Regions from separate parts of the Gossypium arboreum genome. Here region 2 is linked to region 1. The links are chromatin contacts, called in public Hi-C maps. All regions are on one chromosome and are shown on one strand. The core of a region is the stretch at or near the end of the contact, and the rest is flanking DNA. Distances in the headings are between cores, read along the strand shown. Region 1 holds the start of LOC108465026 (homeobox-leucine zipper protein ATHB-40-like). Region 2 holds the start of LOC108465035.

Evidence for each region. A called contact is a pair of places that touch in the nucleus more often than the background predicts.
Region 2: a Hi-C map of leaf shows a contact between it and region 1, with 2.4 times the contacts expected there. The contact joins the promoter of LOC108465035 here to the promoter of LOC108465026 in region 1. A contact is called at or near these places in 2 of 5 Hi-C or Micro-C datasets (both in leaf).

What each region holds. Positions count from the first base shown.
Region 1 is chr11:28,294,528-28,300,126 of ASM2569848v2, forward strand. LOC108465026 (homeobox-leucine zipper protein ATHB-40-like) reads right to left here and starts at 1,863. Exons shown (of 3, transcript XM_017765327.2): 1 at 1,620-1,863; 2 at 1,218-1,531; 3 at 189-552. The coding sequence starts at 1,731. The coding sequence ends at 334.
Region 2 is chr11:28,691,392-28,696,428 of ASM2569848v2, forward strand. It overlaps LOC108465035, which reads left to right and starts at 1,578. Exons shown (of 4, transcript XM_017765339.2): 1 at 1,578-2,097; 2 at 2,660-3,283; 3 at 3,420-3,595; 4 at 3,747-5,037. The coding sequence starts at 2,015. The coding sequence ends at 4,345. LOC108465036 (NEDD8-conjugating enzyme Ubc12-like) reads right to left here. Exons shown (of 6, transcript XM_017765340.2): 6 at 4,951-5,037.

The DNA of each region.
Region 1 (5,599 bases), core at 613-3,112:
TGGGGAGGATGAAAGAATAAAAGGAGGTGTTTCGATAATTTTACTATAAAACTTGAAAAGCCAAAAATTAAAATGTAGGTTTGAAATTTAAAAAAAAAAAAAAAGAATTTCTATAAAGTTATCTAAATGTCAAATACAGTATGCTGTAAAAAAAGTGTTTTTATTCGATAATAGTAGTTAAAAAAAGATTTCTAAATTAATATGAATCTAAGTTAACATTACAACACTTTATATAACATAACAGTAGTTAAGAAAAGAAATTAAGGATTAATTACAATGGATTTGGAGGTCTTAATTATCCATATCTACACACGCTAACTAGTGATATGATAATTACATAAAAAGATTCATCCACTCCATGCCAAGAACATAATTGTGTTCTCCAATATAGAAAACATCTTCATATCCAAATTCCCCATGGAAAACTGGATCAATGGCTTCCATTGACAGTACAGATGAGCTTGTACTTTTGCTGGAAACCCCATCTACTCGTTCCGTTAGTTGCTGGATTTCCTTCTCCGCCTCGCTAAGTTGCTCCTTAAGCTTTACCACCTATAATTGTAACCAAAGAAACAAATTTAAATTGAATGTAAAAGTGGGCTTCGGCTAAGCCCAACCCCTGCCACAAGACAGTATGGTGTATGGAAGTGGACCCTCTGTTTTTCATTGGAAAAACATTTTCAACTACTTTTTGTTGTGCAATGAGGTGGCTGTTTGTTGTTCCTTGTCAATGTTATCCCACTTTTTTTGTCCAAGAATATCGTTTCCCACTTTCTTTTAATTGAACATAAACTTATGATCTCATTAACTGATATTTTTAATAGCTTAAACCCAACAACATAAGTACATGACATGGCTTTCTTCGAGCCCTGAGCTCGTGCATGTTCTGATATTGGTGGGTCACCGTATCTTTCTTTATCAAAAAGATAAAGATCAAAGACGCTGCTACTTCCTTAATTAGTTTCATTTCCTTCCAACAAACGCCTCCTCAAGTTTGAATTATTTTTTTAATTATTTAATCTCTGAAAACATACATATTTTTTCCTGTTTGGTTCTAAGAAACCACAAGGAAATATGTCTAAAATATAAGAAAAACAAAGGGTTTGCATTTAAACATCCAAATAAACTTACAAGTGTGATTAAAACCGGATTTTTTTTTTTTCCAAGTTAAAATGATTTTCATTTGGGAAATAAAAGATATATGTATATTTACATACCTCGGATTCAAGTCGGCATTTGTCGAGAACAACAGTTTCGTGAAGAGACTTGAGCTTGCTATACTCTTCCTCCAGCTTCTTGTTCTTCCAACGAGCTCTACGATTTTGGAACCAAACAGCAACCTGACGAGGGTCAAGTCCCAGCTCTGAAGCAATCCGATCTTTCCTTTCTGACTCTAGTTTATGTTCGTTACCAAAATTAAGTTCAAGGAGAGTGACTTGTTCCTGGTTAAGCTTCCTTTTTTTAGCCACCGCACACTGGCTGTTCTCCCCTCCCTTGTTCTTCTTCCGCCGCCGTCGAGGCTTCGGTTCCCCTGCTCAACCAAAAGCCTGGCTTAATTATAAAACAATGCAAGAATAAATATGTTTGTGGTTTTAAGTCCATGCCACACTGATCAGTACCTTGGTGTGTTGCAATTTGGGTGTAAAATCCAGGGTAGATTTGGGAGATAAGAGCAATATGATCTTCATGTTCATTCATTTGGCTTGTCATCATTTCATAATCTTGGCTCATTTTCTCTTTCTTTCTAGCTTTTCGGGTGTGTTTTTTTTTTTTTTTTTCCTCTGGCTTTCACCTAAATTGAGAAATGGGTGATCCCTGAGAGAAGTAATGGATGAGTTAAGGAAGTGATGTGGTTTATTTATAGGGTTAAGAGTAGGACTAGTTAGAAGTTGTTTGTTTACCATAAGACCTTTGTTTCCAATATTGGACATCACGTTCTTATGAATAACAACAATACCATTATAGTATTACAATTTGGTACACTAGTTTGAGACAATAAGAAATACTGTCACATCTAAACTGTATCATTGAACTAGTTTGGAAAATTCTGTCAACCAAATTTGCCATCCCCACGTCCAACAAGTGGATAAAGTTAGACAACAAAACCCTAAATTTCAAAAGTTCATCGTTTTTTTTTTCACTATATAATACATGGTTTGGTTAAAGTTTTAGGATGTGATTGATTAATTGAAAATTTTAAATGTGAAAAATTATGTATTAAATTTTATTGTTAAATTTTATAAGTATTGAATTTATATCAAAAATTATTTAAAAATTAGTAAATATAAGTAAGGAATATAATTATATTGTTTGATAAAAGTAAATATTGATTTTTAAAAATTATTTATTTTAATTTTAATCTTATTAATATAATATTTTATATTATTTTAGATAATTTTAGATGAAAATAAATACGATAATTTGAATATCTTATTTAAAACTAATAATTTATTTCAATTTTTAATAAAATAAAATCAATTTAATATTTTCTACCTCAAGTAATAAGTAGCTATATATCTTCTTACCTTATTCAATACTTTTGGTTAAAATTTTATATTAAGTAAAAATTAAAATAATTACTAAATAAATTTAAAATATTAAATGTTGAAATTTTTTGTAATTTATCAAACACACCTCTATGATATTCTTTCATGTAAGTTCTGTGCATGAGATAAGGATGATATTTTTTTTAAAGTTGTAAAAGAAATAATTATCCTGATTTTAACTTAAAACCTAACATAAATCATTCTCTTAATTGTGATCTCCTTAGACAAAACTAGAATTGGTAGGCTTTCCAAATTAAGTGATAAGGGGTGATGGTGGTAAGCAAGCAAGTAATACATAATTTTGCAAGTTAATTAAAAGGGGTTTGGGGATCCCAAAGCTGGCCACTATTGAAGTCAATAAACAAAGTTGGTAAATTAGGTTTGGCCTCTGGATCTGGGCATTCTAGTCAGCCATTGTTGTCCAATTGGGAGGTATTTTCACTTATTTCCATGTGTCTGTAAAATGGTTATAACTATGAGCCAATACCCCATGACTACTTTTAACCATATCTCAATCGTGGCTCGAGAGACGAATGAAAAACATAAAGAAAAGTTATGAAAATTTGGGATTAGTTAGTACTTTCATTAAGTATTATCATTTTTTTTTCAAGGGAATTAAGAATTATTATTATTACAGATGCATCGGGGAAGCAATCTTTTCTTTTTGAAAGAATATTAAGGTTGTTGGAGAAATCTCTTAAGGTCAGAAGTAGAAGAGAGGATATGTCGTCATTGTTGACGTCTTGATTTTATAAAAAATTAGAGTTTCTAATTTTTGATTGGATAATGTTTCCTACATTTCCATCATTTCACTCTTAAGATAAACTTTTCCACTATTGGATTTTAAGCCAAAAGAATAGGGGATTGGGTTATGATTTTATAACTAAAAAACAAAGTAAATGAGGTGGAAGAGCTGCTTAAAACAACATAACATTTTTTTTTCTGATATCCACAATTTTGTAATTGAAAAATGAAATCCATTGATAAAGTGTTAAATTGTTGTGACAAAATTATAATTTACTTAAACCCCACAATTTAACTATTCATATATATTATGTTTAGGTCCAATTTTCGGCTGAAATTATGATTCACTTAGATTGTTAATCACCCTTTGGATTTAATTAGTTTTTCATGTGGTTTTGATGATAACAAAACTTGCACACTTATTTACGTGTCATGGTTAGTTCACTTGACTGATGCTTTGGGGGAATATTGGAGTGGAGACAAGGACACGAGTCACTACCCACTTTGTCTGTGTCTTTGGAAAAAGTCTCGAATGTATACTTCATAAAGAGATTGATTTTTTCATGTCGTGAATATAATATAAATTAATGTGAAACAGATAAGGTGGAGCTCCCCCCATAAGTTCCATGAAGGCACTTGAGGGAACATCAAAGCCAAAAACTTTTTATTGATGGGTGAGTTGCATCAAGTCAGTAAGCAAAGGTCCTTTGATCCACAGAATACAATGGCTGGATGGCAGTGGGAAGTTAAAGTTAGCTATAGCTAGCTAGGAGGCTAAGTGGCACGAGGAACAAGTTGGTTGGCACGGCTGGCGGTGGGCCGGTGACTTAAGGGGTTCCTTCTTTTGAATTACCATGGGACAAGACAGATACACACACACACCCTGCTTTAACTTGGTACGAATTAAATGCCAAGGAAAATGCTCTGCTTATTTTGCCTTTACATTGAAAAGATGCTCTTACTTTTCTAACCAATAATGATTTTCTTTGACAGATTTTCACAATGTAGTGGACTTGTTCTTCCCCATCTCCTTCATTATCTATATAAAATAAATATACTTACATAACCAAAAACTTGCCCAAAGTTAATATTACCATTTACCAATTATTGTTATTGGTAAGTATGTTGATGTTAAAAGGTTATTAACTCAAGAAACTTTACATCGGACAGTGAAAATCTTTGCTTCCTGCCATGATATATATATTGAGCTGAGGTGACGAATTCCAAAACCCAATTTTGACCAAGAGATAAAGATCGTGTGAATACAATCAAGAAAAGGAAAGAATGAAAAAAAAATACAAAAGAAATGTAGTTTGTTTAATTCCCTCCAAAGATTGGGAGGCAAGGAGAATCTATTAAAACAAAGAACAGTTTCAGGCTGTACTAAATTATCCTAAGGTTTCCTTCAATCGAGAGAAAGCTCTTTTTGAAGTTGCAAGTGGGCTAACAATAGGGGAAGTAATCATCTATATTTTTTTCTTTCTGAAAATATCAGTGGAACAATGGTAAATGTTCTGCTTTTCTATGTATCTTGTCTGACACAGATGACTTCAATCCAAACAATGATCTGATTAGAAAGGTTTCCAGTTTTCTACAAGGTCGACAAAGGGTGATTCTAAGAGCTAGCGTGGCTCAAATTCAAGCCATGTAAGTGATGGAAAAGACCCTCTTTAAGGGCTGACAATGACTGGTTTCATGGGCATGGGGAATGCACATGGGGTGCAACCAATTACAGTCCCCAGTTCCGACTCTCCTCTGAAACTTAGCTTATTTTGGGACCACCTCAAGTTCTGTCCATACACGTGTTCCTTTCCAGGAGATGTACGCACTTAGGACTCTTCCAATGTCAATGCCTAGCCGCATTCATGCTCTTATTTCATTCTTTGAATTAATCCCACTTTAACCATCACTTTTTGTTTTCTTTTTCATGCATGTAAACAAGGAGAAATTAAAAGGGTAAGTTCATCTTAGATGAATCATATCCTAAAAGATCAATCAATAAATTTATGATGAATAATTTGGATGGATTGATGGAAAAAAGATATATAGTTGCTATAAAAACATTGATGGCTCCATTTTGCTTCTATCTAAAACTGCTGAAATTGGTTGAGGGTTTCACTTTCTGCCAAGGACTAGTGCTAACTCTTAGTCCAAATAGATATATAACTGGGTCCCCTTATAGCACCAATGTGACATGAATTTTCGTTATTGGAAAGGATGAATGATATAAGGCTGGTAGTGATCAAGACAAACATTAAATGGGTGTTAATCCCTTAAGATAAAGGTTGTTATACCTAGCATTATCTAAG
Region 2 (5,037 bases), core at 328-2,827, 400 kb after region 1:
TAACTTTTGCTAAATACATATACCACTAGGGGTGAGCAAAACTCGATTCGACTTGAAAAAATCGAAAAAAAATCAAATTTCGAGTTAAACGAATCGAGTTATTCGAGTCAACTTGAATTTTTTTTCGAATTGAGTTTGGTTTTCAAATTCGAATAACTTGAATAATTCGAATAAATTGAATACTAAACTATAATATTTTACATTTTTATCTTAAACTCCCAAACATCTTTACTTTCTCCCAAAACTTTTACTCCCTCCCACTTTTCCCCGAAAACTTTTACTCCTCTCCCATCTCACCCCTTTATACCCCAAACCCATTCCCCCACTAAATTTTACTCCCCATTTACTTTCCCCAAAATTTCTCTCTCAACCCCAAAACTTTTTATTTTCCCCTAAACTTTTACTTCTCATATTTTACCCCAAAATCAAAAATTAAAATCATCCAAAAAATCCCTAAACCTAAATAGTAATAATTTTATTTATATCTTTTGTCAAAAAATAATTTTATTTATATCTACTATTTATATTATTAAATTAAATTTCACATTTTTACTATTTATATTATTGAATTGTTTAATCATATTGAATCTATAAATTTTTATTAAAGATGATTTAGTGATTATGCTATAAAATATTTGTGCTAAAATTTTATTTTGGTATTAATTTTACATTTTATTTTTAAGATAACTTTTATTAAAAAATTACATTTTTATATTTAATATGTTTTTAATTTCAAAATATATAGTGACAAGAATCAGAAGATAATTGAAGCAACTAAGCAAGTAAAGAAGAGGATGAAAGTTAATAACAAATTTAATTATAGTGGACAAATTTGATTACGGTGGGTGATAGTGATTATAAGGACCTAGAATCATTTTTTTTAATTTAACTCAAACAAATATATTCAATTCGAATTTCATCTCACTCGACTCGATTTGAGAAAATTTCAAATCGAGTTAGGATGATAAAATAGAATTCGTCAACTTGATTAACTCAAAATTGTTCATTCGATTTGATCGAGCACTTCTCCTTATATACCACATTGGACAAAAACAAACATATACCACATTAAAAAAAGTAACAAACTCAAGCACCAAATGATTATTAAACGATTAAAAATGAATTTCTTTATAATTTATACATTAATTTTATTTAAGTAAAACCTGGTTTTATGTTTTTGCATATATGGCATGATTAATATCTTATTTATTCTTAAAAAGGTCTCAATTTATAATATACAGTATACCAGCTAGCTCATATTTATGCACGGATTCCTAAATTTAGTTTCAAATTTTATCTCCTCTTGAAATAGTTTACCTACATAAAAGATATTAATTATTTGGATTAAATGAGAAGTGAAATGATAAAATATTTGTTTTAAATCGTTAATTAACATGATGAGTTATCTCTTATAAAAATATTATTTTAATAATTTAACTCAAGTCTAATGTATTCTATCCTACAAAGTACACTTATTTATAAAAATGTTTTGGGACATTTAACTATTAATGGAAGGTCAATGACCAAAAAACCCGAGCCCCTTTATAGGGAGGAAAAAATTAAAAAGACAAGACACCACATATCCTGGAATTATGACACCACCAATCTCCGCAATCCAAGTGTAGTTTAGATCCCAGACTTTTACATCAAGCCCACGCTTTAGAATGTAACCTCACCCACAACCGGATAAACTAAACTAGCTTTCTTTCATTTTCCTTGCTTCGGCAACTTTGATTTTTCCATCCAAAATACTAGTTTTATTTTAAGAGTTTGGGTTTTTGTCCTTTTTGTTAACCGTGTAACTTCATTAATTATTTTTCAATAAATAATAATTAAATATTATATTGTTTGCATTGACCGGGAATCGAATATTTTTATTTTGGGATAATTCCTGATGAGTCCCTGGATGGTCGGAGTCTTATTGTTTCAACAAGGCAAGTGGGTGTTCCAGATCCATCATCGAAGCTGGAAATACATGTTTCCAGGATTTTAGGAAGTTTTTCTTGGTTGTTTTATGGGCTTAAATCGAAGCCGTTTAAGATCTTCTGCTCCGTTTCACTCCAAGCCTTTGTTTCGTAGACATCTTCAATCCATGAAGTAAGTTCCTTTTTCCAAATCTTTGTCCTTTTTCTTTTTTCCTGATTATTGAGGCACTTATTGTTTGATTATTTGTTGATTATGGGATCTGGGTACTCGGATATATATGGCAAAGTCAAAAAGCTTTTTTAAAGGGGCATTTTATGCTCTTAGATAAGCAAATGAAGCATTAGCAAATTGATATTTACCATAATTATTCCATTTTAGTTGCTTTTTTTTTTGTCATAATAATGCACAAAAACTCAGAGATATCCTTGTCAAAGGATACTTTATTTTTCTTAGGAAGCTGTTTTCCTTGTTTATGGAATATGGCCAATGGAGGCCTTGGCTTCCACTTTTTGAATCTTTTATTGGAGATTCCTAGATATGTTTGATTTTTGTTATCTTTTGTAATGTCAAACTGGTTGCAAAAGAAAGCTTCTTCCATTGTTATTACTTCAATATGTGCATATTCAGATATACATATCCTCAATGCTTTCCCCTTTTCTATGTAATTTACCTTGGAAATGCCTTTTTTTTTTTGTGTTGAATCTACTGGTGATATACTTTTAACATTCCACAGAACTAGAAAGATTTTCGGCGTTTCACTTTCTATCCTCCTTATAAACTTGGCTGCCATTATGGAACGTGCTGATGAAAACCTCCTTCCATCTGTCTACAAAGAAGTTAGTGAAGCTTTCAATGCTGGGCCATCTGATCTTGGGTATCTCACCTTCATAAGGAACTTTGTGCAGGGCCTGGCATCTCCCTTGGCTGGCGTACTCGTAATTAACTATGATCGCCCTACGGTTCTCGCTATAGGTACGATGTGCTGGGCCTTATCGACTGCTGCAGTGAGTGGAAGCCAACAGTTTCATCAGGTTGCAATGTGGAGAGCAGTTAATGGCTTTGGACTGGCAATTGTAATACCAGCACTTCAGTCTTTTATTGCTGATAGTTACATGGATGGTGTGAGAGGGGCTGGATTTGGGCTGCTAAGCCTTGTTGGCACCTTGGGCGGCATCGGTGGTGGTGTTGTTGCTACCGTAATGGCTGGTCAGCAGTTCTGGGGTACGCCTGGATGGCGTTGTGCCTTCATTTTGATGGCAACGTTAAGTTCATTCATAGGACTCCTTGTGTTCCTATTTGTTGTTGATCCTAGGAAAACAGTTAGTGTCAATCATGATGCCAGAATTAATTTAGAAAGGTACTAATTGCTCATTCGAAGTTTTTTCGTTTTTATCTGTTTCAATATCTTATCACCATCTAAATTTAGTTTTTAGGGTTTGGCATTTTGATATTTTCATATATTGTTTTGGTGACTCAGCTGCTTTCTTTCGCAGGGATGAGTTGGTAGAAAAAGGGAATGGTCGTGTCTCGTCTGTTTGGTCCGAGTCCTGGATGGCTACGAAAGCTGTTATTAGAATTCCAACTTTTCAGATAATTGTCTTGCAGGGAATTATTGGTTCACTACCATGGACTGCCATGGTGTTCTTTACCATGTGGTTTGAACTAATTGGTACACAAATTCTAACCCATTTTCTTGTTTCTTTTTAGCATTCCAAAAAAATGGTCGAATGCTACATATTTTACCGAATCACTGGTTTAGTGCTTGATTTTTGATACCTTTGGGTCTTTTTTTTTTATTTTTTTATTTTCTTGTTTCTCAGGTTTTGATCATAATTCTACAGCAGCACTTTTAAGTCTTTTTGCCATCGGATGTGCTATGGGATCCTTTCTTGGTGGGGTAATAGCAGATAGATTGTCACAAATTTACCCCCATTCTGGGCGTATTATATGTGCACAATTCAGTGCCTTTATGGGCATACCATTCTCATTGTTCCTTCTTAAAGTGATCCCACAATCAGTGAGCAGTTATTACACCTTTGCTGTAACCCTGTTTATGATGGGCTTAACCATCAGTTGGAATGCCACGGCTGCAAATGGTCCTATGTTTGCCGAAGTCGTCCCTTCTAAACATAGGACCATGATCTATGCATTCGACCGTGCTTTTGAAGGATCGTTTTCATCTTTCGCAGCTCCCTTGGTAGGTATCCTATCAGAGAAAATGTTTGGTTATGATTCAAAATCTATCGATCCGATCAATGGTTCTCCACGCGAGGCATTTGCTTTGTCCAGAGGGCTACTATCAATGATGGCAATTCCATTTGGTTTGTGTTGTTTGTGTTACACGCCGTTGTACAAACTCTTCAGGCGAGACCGTGAAAATGTTAGATTGGCGGCTGTGAAAGAGGAAGAGATGATTTGATCGAATACTTGGTTATTTTCTGAGAACTTGGTTCACAATTTCTTTCACTATGAGGCGCAGACATATACTACCTTCTATGGCAACATCTTGCTCATGAAGTTCCACTAACTTGTCAAGAAATTCATTATTATGCTGGTCATACATTGCCAGCCTGTAATTGTAGAACCATTGCGATTTTATTATAAACCATTTCTCTATCAGCTGCCTTGATTATAGGACTTTTAGATATAACTTAAAAGGCACATTAAAATTATATCTCTATCCTGTAAGCTAATAAGCAGAATTAAGAGATCTAAAGAGCATGCAATATGTAACCTAAGGTACATGCATACAAAAATGATTCATGTCAAAGATGGCTCTGAAGATGAAATCTGGTTCAGGAATTATTTCAATTATGGGAATGATTTGTTGCTCAATGTTCAACAAGCACCTAAATCCTTGTACTCAAAGCAAAAACAGGCTAAAGAAAGAAACAAAGAGGTATTCATTTTCAGAGAGAGAGAGAGAGAGAAGATGTCACATAATATGCAAGTGCATGAAATTCGGTCTATTGACTCTATCCTAGTTCCAAATTGAGATTATATGCCACAGAATCATACAACAGCTTTGGGAAAAGCTAGAGTGAAACATTGATGGAATTTTTATCTGGTTGGTCTTGCAGGAAAAGTGAGAAAATCAAAGCAGACAATAGA